2 separate regions of the Mus musculus genome follow, and region 1 is linked to region 2. A link is a contact called in public Micro-C data. All regions are on one chromosome and are shown on one strand. The core of a region is the stretch at or near the end of the contact, and the rest is flanking DNA. Distances in the headings are between cores, read along the strand shown. Region 1 holds the start of Zmym2 (zinc finger, MYM-type 2). Region 2 holds the start of Il17d (interleukin 17D).

What was found. Hi-C and Micro-C count contacts between places; a contact is called where the count stands out from the background.
Region 1: a contact with region 2 is called in a Micro-C map of embryonic stem cells, with 4 times the contacts expected there. The contact joins the promoter of Zmym2 here to the promoter of Il17d in region 2. A contact is called at or near these places in 3 of 484 Hi-C or Micro-C datasets (all in embryonic stem cells) and 1 of 115 datasets of contacts at active chromatin or transcription factors (extraembryonic endoderm stem cells).

Annotation. Positions count from the first base shown.
Region 1 is chr14:56,881,983-56,888,969 of GRCm38.p6, reverse strand. Zmym2 (zinc finger, MYM-type 2) reads right to left here and starts at 2,367. Exons shown (of 25, transcript NM_029498.4): 1 at 2,272-2,367; 2 at 1,113-1,175.
Region 2 is chr14:57,521,145-57,528,112 of GRCm38.p6, reverse strand. Il17d (interleukin 17D) reads right to left here and starts at 3,284. Exons shown (of 3, transcript NM_145837.3): 1 at 3,192-3,284; 2 at 2,514-2,809. The coding sequence starts at 3,206.

The sequences.
Region 1 (6,987 bases), core at 1,118-3,617, 640 kb after region 2:
AGCATCTATACTTATAACACACCTTTAAAAGTATACAAGTAACAACAGGAGCTGTACTGGGCTCAAGAGTAATATTTGGGGCTAGAACTGTAGCATAGTTGGTGAGGTGCTTGCTAGCGTGCAGGAAGCTGGGTTTGATTCCCAGCACCACATAAATATAACAAGAGGACACAAGTCATAGCACTTGGGAAGTTGAGACTGAGGGATCACAAGTTCAAAGTCATTCTAGGCTACGCAACAAAAGTTCAAGGTCAACCTGGGATACATTAGATGCCATCTCAAAATAAGTGATAGGGCCTGCAAGATGGCTGAATGGATAGAGGGGCCTGCTACATGAGCCTAACAACCTGGCTTGGATTCACTGAACCAATTAGACAGTGAAGGGTAGAACCAACTCCAAAAGTTGTCCTGACCTACACACTGGTGCTCTGGCATGTGCACCAACACAAACACACCATGCACTCACACACTATAAAAATTTTTAGAAATCCATAAAAAGCGTGACATAATAGAGAACTGGTCAACACCAGAGATGAAAGACTAAGTAGAGGACTGCACAGGTCTAAGCAGCATCTACTTGGTAAGATGAAAACAACAGATGCAAAGAACATGAAAGATCTAGAAACACGTCCACCTTCATGGTCAAATTCTGTCACTCAGACCAGGCATAAAAAGTTAAGCAGCTCTCCATAGTTGTCCATTACCAGAGGTCCATTAACCATGATGACAAGAAAAATGTCAAAAATGGTTGCATGCACTTCAAACCAAATAACATTAATTCCCACTCTGTAACTCTAGAGGGCACCAGAAATATGCCCTCCTTCCCAACACCCCTCCTCCCCACCGGTAACGTGAGCAGCTGCAGAAGCCCGTCGTCTGGTTGCTGAGGTTGGTATTGCAGCAGCAGAAGCGATGTCTGCAGCGGTGCAAACAGCAGCGCCCACTCCCAGCTGCCTCACCAGGCATCACTGGAGTTTCTCCCCGACAGCAGCTGCCACCCAAGAGAAGGCTCCTCCCCTTAAGAACAACCAGGAGGGCCAAATCCTATAGCTGAACCCCTATAATCCAACCACGTCCTCTGTTAATAAGCAAATTAGAAGAAAAGGACTCACAATGGTGTTTTCCTCACTTTCTGCCAAAGATGCACCAGATAGGGTTGAACGAAATTTCTGGTCCTGGGATAAAAGAGAAAAAAAAAAAGGGGGGGGGGAGAGAAATGGATGAACACCCAATCTGGTAGGAGCACCAAGCCGATTTCACCAGGAGGAGGCAGAGAAGGGACTAAGGGGTCAAGGAGGTTTGGCCCTTCTATTATTACCCCAAAGCCCACGCAAAACAGCCTACTACTTACTACCCAAGTGGAGTGAAATATTTTATTTGGAGCCAAAGCCCATGTGTAAGCCTCAATCTGCAGGGAAAGGGACCTGAGGGCACCAAGCCTGCTATGGGGTAGGGAGGGGGAAGGGCAAACATTGCCCCGACGCCAGCAAGGGACTTGCACTCCCTCGCAAGTATTACCACCACGGTTATTCCAGTCAAACTCAGCACCAATTTACAGGTAAAAACCAGTTTATGTCAACGATGGGCTGATATTGCCCATATTTGCCCCAAGCAGTTGCCCTGGGCCCGAGGTTTGCCCCCCCTGCAGTCCGAGACCGGCAGCGCTGCCTCCCCGTCCGCCATTAGAGACCCAGCCAAACAATACGTGAGGAGCAAGAGCCGCGCAGCACAGCGCCGGGGAGGAGACCAGCGACGAAGAGGACGCCGCAAGACTCAAAAGGCACCCCTTGCCATCGAAAACTTGGGGTCTCGGTTGGACAGACAGGGTGGGAGTGCAGCCCCCAGGCGGGAGGGCCAAAGGGCCCCTCCCCGGCCCGCCCGGCCGCCCGCAGCACAGAAAGGAAAACACCCCACGACCTCCGGCCGCTGCCGCCCGCACCTCGAGGCCCCCGCGCCCCCCGCCCCCGGCGACCGCCTCACCCAGCCAGCCCTGCCGCGCCCGCGCTCCCTCACCCCTCGGGCCGCACGCGAAGCCGCCCTGGACATCAGCGCGGCCCCCAGCGCACCCTCAGGCCCCGACGCAGCAGCCGCGACACCGGCCGCCGCGGGCTGTTAAGCCCGGCTCGGTGGGAGGCTCCCGACGCTGCCCTCACCCATCTCCGCCTCCCCAGTCGCCCCCGCCTCCGCCTCCTCCTCCCGAGGCTGCGCTGCTCCCAGCCACCCCCACTCTCCGCGGCCCTCGACAGGAAAGACGGCGGGGAGAAGCCTCACCGGGTTCTGGCTGCAGCTCCGCGGAACGAACCTCCCCTCCCCCGGCCCACCCCCCTTCGGCGACACGCACAACTCCGCTCGGTCCAGTCCCGGCTTTAGCGCTGGTGAGGAGGAGGCAGAGGAGGCGGTGGCACGGCGGGGCCCGGAGAGGCCCCGCCCTCCGCACGCTCATTGGCTGATGGCGTGGGCGGCACGGAATGCCTCGGGCAGGCTCCATTGGCCCAGTCGGCCTTCTTTCAGGACCCTCCTCGGTGAGGTAGTCACGGCGGCTGTCCGTCAGACCTGGGCCACGCCCTCGGGCCTACCGGCCCCCCCCCCCCCGCGGGCTGGGCCGGCCCTCCCTCCCTCCCTCTTTCCCTCCCTCCCTCCCTCCGTGCCCCCGCCCCGCCCCCACTCGCGGGGTCCGCCCGGGTCAGGAGCCCGAGTGGCGCTGCCCGCAGTTCGGCTCGCGCTTCGGCCCTGGGGGCGGGCGGTCTTCGTCGAGGCTTCCCGTGGGCCCGGGATCGGGACACTGGGTCTCGGCCTCCAGACGGTCGCCGCGGCCCTTTGCGACTCTGCTCGAGGAGAAACGCGGCCTCGATGTCCCGGTGTCCTCCCTGTCCAGGCCCCCAAGACCCGGGCGACTGGCGAGCCCGGCAGTGCCTGCGGCGGACCGAGGGGGCGAGCCCGGCTGCGGCCGCAAGGGGACTGGTGCGCTGGCGGCCGTGCAGGCGCTTCCACCTTGCCTGGCCCGTGGGAAGGGTGTCCCACCTCCGCCATGGCTGCGGCGGGAGGAGACGTCGGCCTCCATTTTGTGGGATCTGTTGGGAGAACTTGGGGCCCATCAGAACCGAACCCGTGGGGACGAGAAACTTGGCCCGGAACGAGTCCGATCGCGCTCTACCATAGGCCTTGTCCTCGGCCGCCAAGAGTTTGCGCGCCGAGATTGCGGCGGGGCCACACGACAGTGGTGACCCCAGACTGCCGCCGGGCAAGATGGAGCCCCGGGCTCCCTTAGCGGGCTCGCGCCCCTGGGACCTGGGCTGTCTGGCCTCGGCCGTCGGTGCCTGGCCGAGCACGCGCTCTCCGGCCTGCCCAGCGCCTGTCCTCCACGTTGGCGGGGCCTCGGGCCATCGCGTGCCCTTCGCTTCAGTCCTGGCTCCGTGGGCAGTGACCCTCTCATAGGAGTCCCACCGGGCGCATTCGGAGCGGAGCCGCTGGAGGGCGGCACGAGGGTCTTTTGTTCCTCGTCTACACCCACGTCTTTGGCAGAAGACTTGGTGCTGGATTTCCAGGACTCCCTGTAACCTAAGAAATGCACCTCGCCCTGGTGGTTGTTAGCGGGATTACAACTGATGTTGGTTACTTCCTCAACCAAATGGATGGATTCAATTAGATCTCTGAATTTCCGAATTGACAATACCGCCTATTAATGAGTCATATGGCGTTACATTGTAAAGCTCTCCAAGATGATAATGAACATGAAATTTTTAATGAAGTGAATTATTGATTAAGGTCTCAGGCTAATATGTAGACTGCAGTGGATACCATTTACAAAGGACAACCTGGTAGAAACAATCATTTTCAATTTTAAAAAAAAGTGCTTTCACCCTCATTTAAATTCCATACATACATTGCTCTTCTTTACCATTTGAAGACAAAAAAACTACAATAGGGCTGGTGAGATGGCTCAGTGGGTAAGAGCACCTGACTGCTCTTCCGAAGGTCCGGAGTTCAAATCCCAGCAACCACATGGTGGCTCACAACCATCTGTAACAAGATCTGATGCCCTCTTCTGGAGTGTCTGAAGACAGCTACAGTGTACTTACATATAATAAATAAATAAATCTTTAAAAAAAAAAAACTACAATACATATGAATCAGCTTTTCAAAAAGTATTTTTCAGAAAACTTTTGTAAAAAAATTATTTTTTTCAATACACTAAAACATTCTTAAATTTCATATTTCACAATACCATTTGACTTTGACATGTTTGATGTCACTATCACAACAGGAACATCTTAATAAAATTCGCTGACAACACGGAAGTATTATATGAGAATATGACATCTAGGGCCATAGTCTCTTTTAACTTTTTTTTCCATACACTATATTCTCATCACGTTTTCCCCTCCCCCAGTTTCTCGAACCCTCCTCCTCCTCACCTTCCTACCCCGGCTTCTTGTTCCTTCAAAAGATGAAAAAAGTCAAATAGGAAATTCGTAAGACCAAGGGGAAAAAAGAAGCCAAAATGTGCCAGGCATTGGTGGCACACCCCTTTGATCTCAACACTTGGGAGCAGATACAGACAGATCTCTAAGTTCAAGGCCAGCCTGTTCTACAGAACGAGTGAGTTCCCGGACACAGAGAAACCTTATCTTGAAAAATCAAATAATACCAAAACGGAAAAAAAAAAAAAAGTCCACAAAGCAAAGCATGGAGTTGGTTTGTGTTGGCCAATACTCCTGGGCACCTGGCCTACCCTAAAGTGTGGTTGATAAACTCTATGACACGCCATTGGAAAAAACTTGAGTTTCTGTTTGCCAACAGATACTAGTTGCAGGTAGCTTCTTGATTAGGAGTGGAACCCCAAGTCCACTTCCCCCTTACAGTGCTGAGATTTGAACCCCAGCAGGTCCTATGAGTTCTGTGTCGGCCTCTCTAAAAGGTCAGTCCTGGTGTTCCTGTGGAGTCATTCCCACCTCTGGCTCTTAAAGTCTGTCCTCCTACTGAATACTTCCCTGAACCTTGATGGACGGATCTAATGAAGATATTAGGGTCCCATCTTAAATCAACTCGCTGAATTTATTGTTAGAAGTGGTTTTAGGTGGTAAGCATTGATTGGTTTGCCACAAGCTCTTTACATAGGAACAGCTTTATACTGCTAACAATTTCCTGATGTTATTGCTATCTTATACTTCGTAATTCTCTGGTGACCTGAGTTCAATCTCTGGAACCCACATGGTTCCACAAGTGTGCATCACCTTTCCTGGAAATTGTTCAAGTGCTTATTTGATTAGTTAAAACAGATTCTTACACTCTAGGATGGCCTAGAACTCAAATATGTAGCTAAGAGGGGGCCTTGACTTCTTGGTCCTTCCACCCCTACCTCCCAAAACCTGGGATAAGCATGTGCCACCAAGCACTGCTCAAATGAATCATATACTCCAGGCTGGCCTGGAATGTACACTGTAGCTGAGGATGGTGTCTTAGTTAGGGTTTTACTGCTATGAACAGATACCATGACCAAGGCAACTCTTATAAGGACAATATTTAATTGGGGCTGGTTTACAGGTCTAGAGGTTCAGTCCATTATCAAGGCAGAAGCAAGACAAAAGTCCAGGCAGGCATGGTGCAGGAGCTGAGAGTTCTACGTCTTCAGCTGAAGGCTGCTAGAAGACTTTTAGGCAGCTACAACTAAGTTTTAAAGACCACACTCACAGTGACACACCTACCCCAACAAGGCCATACCTCCAAATTTGTGCAACTCCCTGGGCCAAACATATACAAACCATCACAGATAGCTTTGAACTCTTTTAAGATTTATTTTTTTACTTTCTGTATAGGAATACACCATTGCTCTCTTCAGACACACGAGAGGAGGGCATCAGATCCCATTACTGATGTTTGTGAGCCACCATGTGGTTGCTGGTAATTGAACTCAGAACCTCTGGAAGAGCAGTCAGTGCCCTTAACCCTGAGCCATCTCTCCAGCCCCCAACTCTGAACTCTTTTTTTTGTTTGTTTGTTTTGTTTTGTTTTGTTTTGTTTTTTGAGACAGGGTTTCTCTGTGTAGCCCTGGTTGTCCTGGAACTCACTCTGTAGACCAGGCTGGCCTTGAACTCAGAAACATGCCTGCCTCGGCCTCCCGAGTGCTGGGATTAAAGGGGTGCGCCACCACCGCCCAGCTTTCATCATTTTCTTTTATCCATAAAACATAACAATTTATTAGAGTTTTGTTTCATTTTGTTTTAAGAAAATCTTTCACTATGTAGCCTGACTAGCCTAAAACTTAATATATAGACGAAGTTGCCTGAAACTTACAGAGATTCTCCTATCTAAACCTGCTGAGTGCAGAGCTTAAAGGCTTGTACTAGCCGGGCAGTGGTGGCACATGCCTTTAATCCCAGCACTTGGGAGGCAGAGGCAGGCAGATTTCTGAATTCAAGACCAAGCTGGTCTACAAAGTGAGTTCCAGGACAGCCAGGGGTATACAGAGAAACCCTGTCTCGAAAAACAAACAAACAAACCCACACACACACACACATACGGCCAATTATAAGAATTTTGAACCACATGTGATATGGACTTCTCCTAGGAGAAGAAAAAATACCCAATCACCCCAAGTAGGGTACCAAGTCAAACCAAAATGACTCCACATAAGTAGAGCTTTGTAAAGGATGCATTTAATTATGACTACTTACAAGAACATAGGCAATTTACATTGAAGAAAAGTCTTCCCAAAAAATGTTACAATATTTTCTATCACCCTGGATGGAGCACCTCTAGAATCCCCTCAACCCCAGCAAGTATTAACTACCTACTTACTCTTAGGAAGCCACAGGGCCTTGGAACCCCCTCCCCCACCAGCTGTTAACTGCCTATATATAGCCCTTCCCCCATCCAACTGTTAACTGCCTATACATCCACAAGGGGAGGAGATTATGAACCCCTTACCACCAATATGATAAACGGTAATAGGCCAAATCTTAGTTCTTACATAAGTAATTACAATTG
Region 2 (6,968 bases), core at 2,035-4,534:
CTCTAGCCTCTTTCTCCCTCCCTCCCTCCCCCCCCCTCTCCCTCCCTCTCCCACATCTCGAGAGTCCTTATCACCTGTCCCTCCCAAAGGCAGTAAGACTCAACAAGCTCGACTTAACTCCATCTTCAAACATCTTTTACAGACTATGCCTTGGTCAGAACCGTAGGAGACATGCCTAGAGGGAGAGGACTTGAGACTTGCTGTGTGTTACCTGTGTGTGTTTTGGCCAGCCTCAACTCCAACACTGTGTCCCTGTACAGAGCTAGGATTTGTTACAGAGGGTCCCCTGTATGGGCCCACTTCCACGTGGGTGGAGCTGTGAGAAGGGATGCACCACAGGTGGGCTTTGCCTGAAGAGCAGCCAGGTCAAGGGCTGGGTACCTGGGAGAGGGGCTGCTGCTCAAGGGAACTGATAAGATTGGCCCCAGCCTTGACCCAGGACATAGTTCACACCCCTGATGCCCCCTCACCCCTTCCTGCTACTCAGCCAGCTACTCAGCCAGCCCTCCCTTTTCAGTATCCTTGTTCCTGTCTCTTTCCACTCTGCCGCCTCAGCTGAGGCCCTCCTTGTCTCCTGGAAGCACCGCAGCATGCCTGCTGGGCCCTACATCTCTTACTTGCTACAGTTTGTAACTTAAGTCGTCCGTCACCCCCCCCCCACCCACCCCCCCCCCGTGGCAAAGGCTTGCTCCTCAGGGTGCTGCTATTGGAAGGTAGTGGCGCCTTTGAAGGTGAGACCCAGCTGCTGGAGGCCTTTGGGTCACTAAGTGTGCACACGGAGGAGACTGTGGTACTCTGACCACTTCCTTTTTCTCTCTTTCTCGCTTCTCAGTAATGAGGTTTTGCCCACATGCCCCTGATACACTGTCACCTGGTACCCCACTAGAAGCCTAAAGCAACAGGTCTGCCTGATCATGGACCAGCATCTCTAAAACTGAGCCAACCCTTTTTTTCTTTTTCGCTTTATTATCTCAGCTGTTTGTTTTTTATGACTTATTTCCTTACTTATTTTGTGTATCAGGCGGTAACCTTGTATGTGGAGGCCAGAGGACACTTGCTTGGGGTCTATTCTCTCTTTCTATTGTGTGGGTTCTGGGAATCAAACTTAGGTCCTTAGGCTTGCCAGCAGGCACCTTTATCTGATGAGTTAACCTGTTGGCCCAGGTATTTGTTACGGTAAAGGCCAACTGACTAATAACATCTTCTCTGGAATACAGGAGGGGATCACTGTACAGCTTTAGAAATCAAGAAACATGTACTTCCAACACTCAGAAGGATCTCTGTGGGTTCGAGACTAGGTTGGTCTACACAGAGAGTTCTAAGACAGCCAGGGTTACATAAGGAGACTCTGACTCAAAACAACCAACCAAACAATATGTTACTGGGGTGGGATGCAGCTTGGTGGTGGAACACTTCCTAGAAAATCTGAGGCCCTAGGTTCCATCTCCAGCATGACAAGACAGACAACCACAAAGCCCCTCTGGTAGCTCTCTGTAGACTCGACATTATTCCTCTCCTCTGCCCACACAGCCCTTACCTAGAGTCCACCCCCATCCTGGAAAGGCTCTCGTCCAAGGTGCCTGCCTATCTTTCTCATCTACAGGGTGGAGTGAGGGCTCCCTCATCCGAGCTACTTATGCATCCTGTCACGGGCATCTGCCCAGGCCACTGTGGCCACGCTCCACATCCCCATGCTTCCCTTGGACATGCTCTTCTTTTGACACAACACCTGGATTGGGCCATCCTCAAAATCTTGCCCATTCTCCACAAGGCCTGAATGTCACTTTCTCCTTCAAAGGGGTGTTCTCTTCCTCCCTCAACTTCAGGCTACCTCACGCTGGAAACTTTGCTTCTCATCTGAGGTTCTATCCCCATATTAGTTTCCCCAGACACTCTCTCAGAGGGCGTGCCTCTTAGCTCTCGGCGCCCCAGCACTTCTAGATTACACTCCTACAGGCCTCCTGTAAAAAAGGGTCATGTGGCCTGGTTCTTCATGGTGTATCTGGCAGAGAATTGGTATTTATTGCATAACAAATACAGAAGCAGCATTTCTTCAAAGATCGTGACAGACCTTTGTAGAAACCAATCGCTCCCAATTTAGTTATACCATCTGCCTCTCCTAGCCCCTCCCTGAGCTCTAGGACCAGTAGACACCCGCCTTACCTGGCCTGCCCCCCGTGGTTCATCCCAGTAGTTCCACCCGGCCCCACCCATCACCTCCGTCCGCTCCTCAGACCCCGCCCCTCGGGCACTACACCATCTCCATAGCACCACCCGACCGTCTTGCCACTCCCCTCCCGCTCCAGCCGATCCCACCCGATCCCCCTCACGACCCCTTCCTTCAAGCACCGTCCACCTATACCGCTCCAGTGGCAGCCGGGCCCCGCCCAGGCCCCACCCGACCCCGCCCACCACGTGCTCCGCCCCGCCCCTCGGCCCCGCCCTCCAACGGACTCCACCCTGCCCCACCCACCTGTTCTGCAGGCCCCGCCCCTCCCCTCGGGCCCGCTCACCTGTACGCCCAGGGCGACACGCTGCGCAGGTTGGTGGGTGGCCGGAAGCGGCGGTCGGCGGCCCTGCCCCCGGCCGGGCAGCTGGCATTGCGCGCCTGCTCGCGCGGCCCGAGCTGCAGCGTGTGGTGGAAGGCGCTGAGCACGCCGGCCGCCAGCCGCCCGTACAGCTGCTCCAGGAGCTCCTCCGGCCGGTCCGCGCAGTCCCGCGGCCGCGCCGGGCGCCTCCCGGTCCTCAGCGCGCCCGCCGCGCGGCCCGGCGCCAGTGCCAGCAGGAAGCCGACCGCGAGCATCCAGACCTGCGGGACAGGCCGAGCTCAGCGTCGCGGGACCCGCCCGGCGCTCCGCACACCGTGAGGCCCTCCCCGAGCATGGGCGCCGCGCGGGCCGGCCCCCGAGCGCCGTCCCCGCCCGCCCGCCGCCCGCGCGGTCCCCGGGGCCCGGCCCGCCGCCGGCCCGCGCGCCCCCGGCCCCCGCCGCCGCCGCCGCCCAGAGCCGGAGCCCGCGCGGGGGGCGGGTGCGGGGCGCGCGTGCACGTGTGCGTGTGCCTGCCGGGCTGCTGCGCGGCGGGCTGCGAGTGCCTGTGAGACGCCTCTCCGGGCCGTCCCGCCGTCCTCCCCCCGTCCCTCTGCCCCAGCCCGGCCTCGGCCATGCCTCGCCGGTACCCCCGAGGGCGCTCACCAGTGTCCCCAACATCGCGTCGCCGTGATGCTTTCCAGACTTGTTAGGAGGGGGGCTGAAGGCTCTTCTGCGAAGTAAATAAGGGCGCCGCACACGCGGGGCGTGTGGCCTGCGGGCTGGGTGTCGCCCCTACAGAAGTGGACTGGCGGTCCGCCTGGCTGGAGGAGGAGGAGGTGGTGACTGGCCTCGACGCCTCGGCACGGACCAGTGGGGCCTCGGGGATGCAGTCGAGAGGCCGACTTTGGCTCAGAGGAAACGGATTTCTCTAGACATTGAAGCGGTCCAGGAGCTGGACAGGCCACTTGGAAATGAATGAACTCCAACCTAGAAGGACTCTCCTTCTTGCGACCACTTCCTCTTCTGGGATTTCATAGTTCGAAGAATTATACAAGAGATTAAAAAACAGTTATGTTCTGTTAGGCTAGAAGGAGGCTGTTTTCCCTTAAATACTCATAAAATGACTCCATGCCTCTTATTCAGCTAAGGGCCGAGTAATAAATACCCTCCCCCACCTGACACATGCTGTAAATGGGCATCTCTTGGTCTAGTTTTACAGTGTTGGAGAACTCAATCATGGTAATTAATTGTGTGAGCAGACATGTAAAATGAGCCTAAAGTTCTGTGAATAAATTAAGGGGAATCAGCTCAAATGAAGGACTCTATTGAATCTGAAGAGAGCTTGCTCACTTACTTGTTCATTATTTAAATGCCTTGCTTACCAGGCATCCAGCTAGTGAATATGATTACTTTTGAGCATTTACGCTTTGAGAATAAAGAGAAATGGCTGAGACTAGCTGAACGCTTTTTGAAAGTGTGCAAAATATTTTTTTGACTCCCTAAAACGGCTTGCAGCTTTGGGTTTTAACCAAGTTGTAAACCAGTGGTTAACTGCGTTTCAGTTCTGCTATGCAGAAAAACACTTGCCTTCAATGTTTTAAAACTGAAATACTTTGTAGCGGCTCTACCTTTAAAAGTCCCTTCAAACCTTACAGCTTAAAACATTTTACAATTCCTAGTAAACACATTTGGGTTTATGAAACACTTTGACTCGCACATAAATTGTTAACGTTGTCTCCTTCCTAGTAAAAAAACGGGAATAAAGACATCAGCACTCAAGTACTACTAATTTTCCATTTGAAAGGTACAGCGTAGGAGTATTTTCGAGGCGAGCTTGTCATTACCAGAGTTCCACGGAACTACTCACTGTGCTAATCAACAAAGTACCTTCCAGTGTCTGACCAGTTTGTGGAAGCCTCCAGTTACTGAAAACTTAAACTGAGTAGAGCATAAGATTCATTTGTGATTAAACAGGGGAGCAAAGGCTATAAATAGGTGCAGATTAAATAAAAAGTTCCCAGATCTGAGCATTTTATGAAGATACAAACATGTTAATAATTATTCCAGACTTGAGGCTGGGGAGATGTCTCGGTGGGTAAATGGGTTGTTGTGTTCTAGGGGTGGCCCAGGTTCTATGCCTGGGTCCCAAATAAAGGTGGGAGGAGAGAACCCACTCCACAAAGCTGTCCTCTGACCTGCACATCCATCCATCTTGACCTGCATGTGCATTGTAGTGTGTGTGCTATCACACACGTGACTTTTTACACAATTCTAAAGATATTTTAAAGATTAATCCAGTTACGAGCACTGGCTGTCTTGCAGAGGACCTGTGTTTGGTTGCTAGTACCAAAATGGTGGCTCACAGCCATCTGACACTAGTTCCAAGTGGCTTCACTTGGCTGTTCCAAGTCTAGCAAAGCTGCAAAAGCAATCTTTCAGGTGCCCATGAGGCTAGAAGAGAGCATCATATCTCTTGGAATTGGTATCACAGGTGGGTTGTAAGTGGCCTATTAGAGTGCTGAGAATTGAACCCTGGTCCTCAGTGAGAATGATGGCCAATGTTAACCGCTGGGCATCTCCAAAGCTTCCAAAGCCAGTGTGGGATTGGCTCGTTCCATCCTGACCTTGGATTTCTGAGTAAGGTGCACGTGCAGACATTTTCTCTCCTCAGAGGCTCCTCACATAGCAATCCGCACAGCTGCCATGCACCCAGCTCCTCCCATTCATGGAGATTTTTAGCACTTGGACCTTTCATTATGTGTTCTGCTTATTTTTGTTTTGTTTTGTTTTTTCGAGACAGGGTTTGGGTTCTGCTTCTTAATCCTGCACCATCAACCCGTACTGGTTCTGAGTGCCCACTTGCAGTTTCGTCCTCCACCAACCCAGTCTGATCTTTGACATTAAATTGTGTGGCCATATCCAAGGTCTCCTCATCAGAAACAGCTGACCGCATCCTTGGATCTGATTCCAGTGATCACCCATGTCCTGTCCTGCACCTCTATCTTCAGATCATGCCGTTTTCCACTCACATCGAAACTTTCCCTCCTCATATCTTCTCGAGTCCAGTTTCATTGCTCATCTTTATTATCATATTCTTACAGTCCTTTGGTGCTCCATTATTCTGCAGTACTTGTCTGCACTAAGCTCTTTAAAAAAAAAAAATCACACATGGTTTGGGGAGATGGCTCAGCCACTAAAGTGCTTACTATACAAACATGAGGACCAGGGTTCAGTCTCTCGGAATCAATGCAGAAAAGCTGGGACTAGCATCTGGCTCAGATTAGCAATTTTTTTTCTGGTTTGGAGAAATGTCCTCCAAGGTCTATGTATACAAGGTAGTCCCTGGGGCTCTGTCCTTGAAGGGGTAAACCCTGAGATTAATGGGGCTGTTCCACCATGATGCACTTCCAGTATTGTGATAGTGTTCTATATTCATATATCTGTCATAGTATTCTAGGCTCCTATGTTCTGTCATAGTGTTCTATATTCATATGTCTGTCATAGTGTTCTAGGTTCCTATTTTCTGCCTTAGTGCTCTATGCTCACATGTTCTGTCATAGTGTTCTATGTTCATATGTCTGTCATAGTGTTCTGTGTTCACATGTTCTGTCAAAGAGTTCTATGTTCACATGTTCTGTCATAGTGTTCTGTGTTTGTATGTCTGTCATAGTGTTCTGTGTTCTGTCATAGTGTTCTATAGTCATATGTCCGTCATAGTATTCTGTGTTCACATGTTCTATCATAGTGTTTTGTGTTCATATGTTCTGTCATAGTGTTCTATGTTCACATGTTCTGTCATAGTGTTCTATGTTCATATGTTCTGACATAATGTTCTGTCATAGTGTTCTATATTCATATGTCCATCATAATGCTGTGTTCATATGTTCTATCATAGTGATCTGTGTTCACATGCTCTGTCATAGTGTTCTATGTTCATTTGTTCTGCCTTAGTGCTCTATGTTCACATCTTCTGTCATAATGTTCTATGTTTGTATGTCTGTCATAATGTTCTGTGTCCGTATATCTGTCATAGTGTTCTAGGTTCATATGTTCTGTCATAGTGTTCTAGGTTCATTTGTTCTGCCATAGTATTATGTTCTGTCATAGTGTCCTGCCATAGTGTTCTGTGTTCATATGTTCTCTGTCATAATGTTCTGTGTTCTGTCATAGTGTTCTATGTTCATATATGTCTGTCATAGTGTTCTATGTTCATATATTCGGCCTTAGTGCTCTATATTCACATGTTCTGTCATAGTGTTCTATGTTCATATGTCTGTCATAGTGTTCTGTGTTCACATGTTCTGTCATAGTGTTCTATTGTCACATGTTTTGTCATAATGTTCTAGGTTCATTTGTTCTGCCATAGTGTTCTGTTATGTTCTGTCATAGTGTCCTGTCATAGTGTTCTGTGTTCATTTGTTATCTGTCATTATGTTCTGT